Regions from separate parts of the Zea mays genome. Here region 2 is linked to region 1. A link is a contact called in public Hi-C data. All regions are on one chromosome and are shown on one strand. Each heading gives the region's core, a stretch centred on a gene start, on an enhancer-like site or on the middle of the called end of the contact. The rest is flanking DNA. Distances are from core to core; before and after follow the strand shown.

The links. A called contact is a pair of places that touch in the nucleus more often than the background predicts.
Region 2: a Hi-C map of bundle sheath shows a contact between it and region 1, with 4 times the contacts expected there. The contact joins two enhancer-like sites. A contact is called at or near these places in 3 of 25 Hi-C or Micro-C datasets (bundle sheath, ear and tassel).

The regions. Positions count from the first base shown.
Region 1 is chr9:103,066,611-103,069,983 of Zm-B73-REFERENCE-NAM-5.0, forward strand. No RefSeq gene overlaps it. Among protein-coding and RNA genes, the nearest start is that of LOC100284102, 17 kb to the left of the region's middle. Within about 2 kb of position 1,276, at least 11 of the 20 cell types and tissues checked have an H3K27ac peak or open chromatin away from gene starts, as enhancers often do. A contact at or near this core is called in bundle sheath, where this site is marked.
Region 2 is chr9:103,378,201-103,381,341 of Zm-B73-REFERENCE-NAM-5.0, forward strand. No RefSeq gene overlaps it. Among protein-coding and RNA genes, the nearest start is that of LOC103638763, 86 kb to the left of the region's middle. Within about 2 kb of position 1,446, at least 18 of the 20 cell types and tissues checked have an H3K27ac peak or open chromatin away from gene starts, as enhancers often do. A contact at or near this core is called in bundle sheath, where this site is marked.

The sequences.
Region 1 (3,373 bases), core at 26-2,525:
TATGCATGTTACCGATCCACATGTACAAACTGTGGCAACAGGATGGGCAGCAAACCAACAGACCACAAATACTGGACGTTGCCACTATCCTGTTCTGCATATACTGGGCGCTTTTGAGCCTATTAGCGAATGATGTCCAGGCCCATAATTTGTTGATCAGTTTTCGTTTGAGAGGCACAAAATCGAAAGAGATCAGAGGAACTTGAATAAGAAGGTGATTTTTAGTCCTTCCAATACTTTTCGATTTTGTGGCTTCAAACTAGCCCTAAAGGCTACAGGTCATGCTTTACCATGGCTATGCTAATCGCAAATGAAGCAATTCAGTTGTATAACAGGGCCTCGTGATCGTATTAGCTAGATTCCAAAACCATCAGTCGTATGATCTTGACCTTTGTCTTTGTGGACGATCGCCGGATGGAGTATCCGGAGGTTCAGAATTAATGAGCTCGGCGACTACATACGACATACAATCTGGCCTTCCTCTTCTTGTCCTAGTAGCTTAGTGAATTACTATACGTCATCTTAGCCGCCGAACACGTGCCTAGCTAGTCGTCTCGTCGGCCGTGGGCGTCGCCGCTTCCTCATCGCCGGCGCCTTCCTTCCGGGACGACGCGCACCTGGCCGTGGCCGCCGCCGCCGCCGCAGCCTCGGCTGCCGCGAGCCTCTCCCGCAGGGCGCCTGCCTCGGCCCGGAGCCGCGCGTTCTCCCGCGCCTCCCGCGCGCGCGCGGCCGCCACGCGGCTCAGCTCCACGGCCAGCCGCGCGTTCGCGGCGCGGAGCGCGGCGACGCGCGACGACAGCTCGTCGAGCTGCCCCCTCCGCCGGGCGCGCGCGCGCCGCGCCGACTCGCGGTTCGACGCCTGCCGCCTCGCCTTCCGCTCGTCGCGCGCCGCGGCGCCTGCGGCCGCCTGCTCCTGCTGCTCCAGCTCGCCCGCGAGCATGCTCGCGCCGGCGCCGTGGCCACCGCCAGCCGCGGTGCCCGGGCAGGACGACGGCCCCTGGGCGAGCGAGCCGTGATGGTGGTGCGGTGTGACGAAGTAGAAGCTCGCCAAGTCTGCTGCGCCGAGCGTGTGGCACACCAACGTCGCCATGTCGTCTCTCTGCATGATTGGAATGGAAGCTAATAGCTGTTGCAGGGTAGCTCTCCCTCCGAAGTTAAAGTTGCAAATGACGAGGAGATGGTTTGGAAGCTAGCTGTTGTCGTATCCTCTTCCTCCTCTAAATCTAAAGAGGGACTCTTCGATCGATGAAGGGACCGAGGGAAGGGGACGACGACGACGACGTATTTATATATACAGATACAGATCGAGGTGAGTGAGTTTCTTTAAACTGCACACACAGAGAGAGAGCCCTAAAGCTTCAGGCATGCATGATGCATCGTGCTGACGGCGAACCTTCCTTTTTGCGTCCGATTGCGTCTCCATGCAGGATTATCCTGTCGAATTTCGGGGTGCGATTGCTGTCGTCTGGCTGCAAAAAAATTTGTTCGCCAAGTAGCACACGTCAACAACCATCGTAGGGCGATAGTAGCAGGGAGAGGAGATAGATATATAGGGCCCCTTTCTTTATTCAGAAATAGTCGTCTTCTCGTGTGGAAAACTATATATGCCATGGAGTCGCTCCAATTCCTGCCCACTCTTTTTCATTCATCGGAAATTTTGCACGCAGAAAGCCTTGGATTTCGAAGCGTTGATTTGAGATTTCGCGCCTTTTCTTTTTTCTGTGAGATTACTATCATGTTAAAGGTTTTTTTTTACGTCGCTCAAGAGCGCGCGTGAGGACAAGAATAGTGCACTTGTCCACGGGGGGTATACTTTAGTGAGCAGGTCTTTTCATTGCGTGACGAAGTGACGCCATTGCCTTTCGCGCCTTTCTTTTTTTCTTGTGTGTGTCGAGATATGATAGCAATATGTTTATGTATAGTGATGCCACAAATAATGCCAGTAGTTACATGTGGTTGTGAGGTTTCTGGTACTGTCGGTCAATCCCTTTGGCCTTGTATAGAGACGTTTAATTTGGTTCGATCGATAATACTCTATTAAAATAGTAGCTAATTTTAGGTTTTATTTGTCATATGCCCATACCCTTGTGTTCATTCATCTATGAGTATATTTGGAACTTGAATACAGACATGCATGCATCGTCTATGAGTATATATATTTTTGTGCTAACGCCGACATCTAAGCGTATGCACACGTACGCGATAATGTTCTTTACGATTTTAGGCTTCGTAGGCTTAACTAGTTTGCATATCGCCAGTTCTGATTTGCTTACCTACCAATGCCATTAGCAGCAATGATTGTTCCAGTTTGGTGTATGGTGCTTATAAGACAACGGGACATGCATGTCTAAAAGCAAAATGTATAGGAGTATTGTCCATTGGATCACCGGGGGTTTAATTAAAACAGGGCTTACTAATCTGACGACGACATGAACTTGTATATGGTGACTCTTGCTGGCCATCAACGTACTTTTGAAACGGCAAGGCATTGTCTTCCAATCTTCTCAACACCACCGTGATCGAGCTCAACAGCAGGTTACTGTCTTAGCCAAACTTTGCTTTAGCACTTTTCCGACCACCATCCTGTTTTTATTGCCATATGCCTATGCCATCTAGAAACACTTCTTTCTGATTATCCAGGTAGGCATGTAGTGTTCACAAATAATGGCAACTATTTGATGTCTAAGACATTCAGTTCATCTTCTGCGTCTAGGAGTGGTAATGGACTCTAGATTTTATTTAAGGATCAAATCAGATTAGGATCAAGATCTATTCTTATTTATTTTTATGCTAAAAATAATTAAGTACCATTCCGATCGTAACCCCATTACCATCCCTGCCTCTACCTGCATCTTAGACTGGGCAATTCGGTTTGGTGAAGTTTCGGTTTTCACCTAATAATAGCACCCGATAGGTTTGTTTGAAAACTGAAAACCGAGCATTTTGGTTTCGACTTTTTTTTTTTTGGTTTTCGGTTTAAACCAACCGACTGAAGCTCTCAACATTCAGGGAATACATGATGGGGAGGGGGCCGGGTGCAAGTGCAAAGCATCACAGCACTGCCGTTGTCTTGGTCGGAAAAACTTGACGAGGGTGGTGCCGGTCGCGGCCTCCCTGCTCGGCTGCTCGCCGCCGTCCCCGCGCCGGCGCGCACACCGTCTGGCCACCACTTGTGGAGATGTCGCCGCCTCGGACTGCCAACTGCAGGATGGGCTTGGGGAGATGACGCGCGGGAGTGGGCCGTGTGGTCGGGGTTGAACGTTTTGTGCTTGTGTTTCTGGCTTGGTTCGTTTGAGTAGAAAACCCAAGTCAAAGCCGAGCACCGAACTCGACGAACACAGAAATCGAACCCGTAACAGAAAATCGAATAAAC
Region 2 (3,141 bases), core at 196-2,695, 310 kb after region 1:
TGCTGCAATAATAAGAACAGTATTGGCACTTTTTCTTCATATCTAAATTTCCTAACTTGCATATACATTGTACTTGTGAAAATATGAACCGTTTCATCATGAGAAATAATAGTTTTTTTCTAGCGTAAGAGAAATTTGGATGGCGCCAGTCGTTGGTAGGTCTCAAAGAAGCTCGCGTGCACTCTACGTTCACGGTACCTCTCTCTGATGGATCTGCATTTTTATTTGTATATGGTTACTAAAGTTGGGTGTTGGGGTAAGCTGTTTGGCTGTTTTATAGAAATATGTATATGGTTACTATATACATTGCTATCATTTTGATTCATGATCAGATGAATGTAGTCCTCATTATTTGTCTTTAAGAACTATCCGTTGATTGGTAACATGCTTTATCAAATTCTCATGATTTGCCTTTAAGAACTATCTATTGATTGGTAATATGCTTTTGTTGTCTTTCTTTTACGGTAGAAGTTTCTAGCATCATGTGTGATGGGTACATACATGTATTGAATGCTAGAAGTATTTATGCTAAGAAGGTTTAGAGGCCACGGATGTGGCTGCTGCCCCTGCTTTCAGGCAAGCTTCTTTTTCTAATGGAGACAACTATCCTACCAAAACAAACATCTTTCACCTTTCACAACCTACTACTTGTTCTATTATTTTTCAGGCATTGGCAAGATACACAAGAAGGGAGGCAATTTGCCTATTATTGATTGGTTATATTTGTGCAACTCTTAAAGCAATTTCCATTTTCTTTTTGAATAAGTTAAACTCACAACATACTTCTTGTCTTGTATATTCTCACTACACTACCACAGACAAAGGTTCTATGTACTCTGGGAACTTCAAATTCACAACTGTAATACCCTAAAAGTTATATTTGAAGTACTTTAGGATGTTTACCTCAAAATTAAAATATTAAGGTTGTGAATCAATGGATTAAAAAAAGTGCCTCTCGGGGTTACATTATTCTTTTAATTGAAACATATACTTTGTGATACTCTTTGAAGAAGTATACAAAAGTGAGGCCTAATAAAAATTTCATGATCATTTATATAAAAAGGTAATAGACATTTAGGTTTGAAGGAAGTTATTACTCATTTTATTTAATAAGTAGTATAAAGAGGGACCCCAATTAGTTAATTATGTATTGCATCTCAATTAAGTTTAGGGGCATTTACTTAAAATAACAGAATACTAATAGTAAAATAAAAAAAATATTTTTGCATCATGTGGTATTTTGTTTGGGCATTCAAATATTTGAATATCAAAACTAGATTTGAACTTGAAAATAAATTAAAAGACAAAAGAAAAGAAAAGAAAAGAAAAAAAGAAAAATACAAACTCATACCTGCGTTTTGGGCCGAATTCCTAGTATCGCGGCCCAGCTTCCCTTTCCCACGCGCCAGCCACACGGAGCCTACGCGCGCAAGCTTTCTCGCCGACTGGTGGGCCCTCCTTGGCTGAGGCATCCCTGGGAACAAAGCTGCCGAGAACACTGGTGCTCCGAGGATTTTGGCCCCGCGCTTCAACAAACGCATTGGCGTCCTCCTCCACGGCTATATAATACGGTACGCCAGAGCCATACCATCCCGTCGAGCCCAACCCAGGACCCGCCACGGGTGAAGCAGAGGAGATCGTCTCCATAGCTACTCCTTGTCTGGGCACGAGACTGATGCCGGTGAAGTACTCGAGACAGTTCGTGGTGGCGCGCTACATGTGGTCGTGGCCTTCTCGGGCGACGTAGTCCACCAGAGCACTACCAATTGCTCACCAGAGAAATTTAGCCACCGTGGATCCGCTCCTCGCCGTGAATGAAGTCCGGCATGACAAAACCATGGGTAAGGAATCATCCATGAAGTTTGGATCCTCTCTTCATCGTGTAGAATTATTTGGGTGGGGATTTGGGGGCTGGGGGCGTCGAGCGCCTTCAATCTAGCCAGCCGCCGCATGCAGGGGCGACGCCGCCTCATCCGACCTGTGTGGTGAGGGTGGATCGGGTGCCATTGTATTCCCTATTAGACGATTGAGAATAGAGATGGTATAACTTTTTGGTTGTTTTAAATCATGACTGTCAGATCTTGAGGTGTGGTTAAGATTATAACCTAGCATATCCCTTCGTCGGTGTTTTATGGGTCATCGATCTTCGTATCAACGACCTCAGTTGCATACCGGTTCGTGGTCTGGTTCTTGCCATGGATATCAGATCCAATGGCCAGATCAAGACCGTGTGTAAGCCGCCGCGACAACGTTGCTAAAAAACCCTGGAATCTTTACAAATCAACTCGTAGTCCAGGTTAGTATTAAAACCATTACAGAGAGGCCCTAGAATTAATGAAAACAACCCTGAATCCTCGAATATTTATGCTCGCGGCCCAGCATACGCAATATACTTATAAATAAATTCTGAAAATGGTTTCCATTATAAAAACAATTCATAGATATTGGAAAACCCCATAACTTCTTCATTTTAACTATGTTTTAGTCTGTTCCAGTTGCGTTAGCTTCGTAATAAATTTTCCTACACATTAAAAGCATTATTTCTATCATCCTACATACTATCATAATTAGATATTTATTTAACTTATGTTTATTAGACTAACTCTTCTAATCGAGGCTAATATGTTTATAATTATAAATTTTACTAAAATATTATCTCTAATCAAGTTATAATGAGGTATCTCATTAGATTATCTTTCTCACATGATTTATAAGATCAACGTAAGACCTAGTTTTAATTGCTTAATCACATAGGTCTTCCGAAAACCATATCTCTTTAACCACAACTCTGATTTCAGTGATTCTCAAACCCATGATCTCGTAGTAGCGCATAGAATATTCTTAAGTTGTTTGTTCTCGTGATTGGTGTACTGTTATTTTTATGTACTTCTTGTTTATTTGTATGTATTGCTATGAGTAGCAGTGAGGTCACGAGAATCTGAAGACCAGCTTGGGAAAGTACTTTGGATCTTGAGTCTAAGGCAAGTTGTGCCCTTGATCACTCTTTTTTACCTAATAATGTTCTCCATTAATCAATGTGACTTACTCAGGTTAAATTGATGTGACCTAATAGGTTTCCCTAGTTTTGTTTACCGCACCCTTGCAGACATATGAACTATTGGGTAGACTTGCTACTACTCT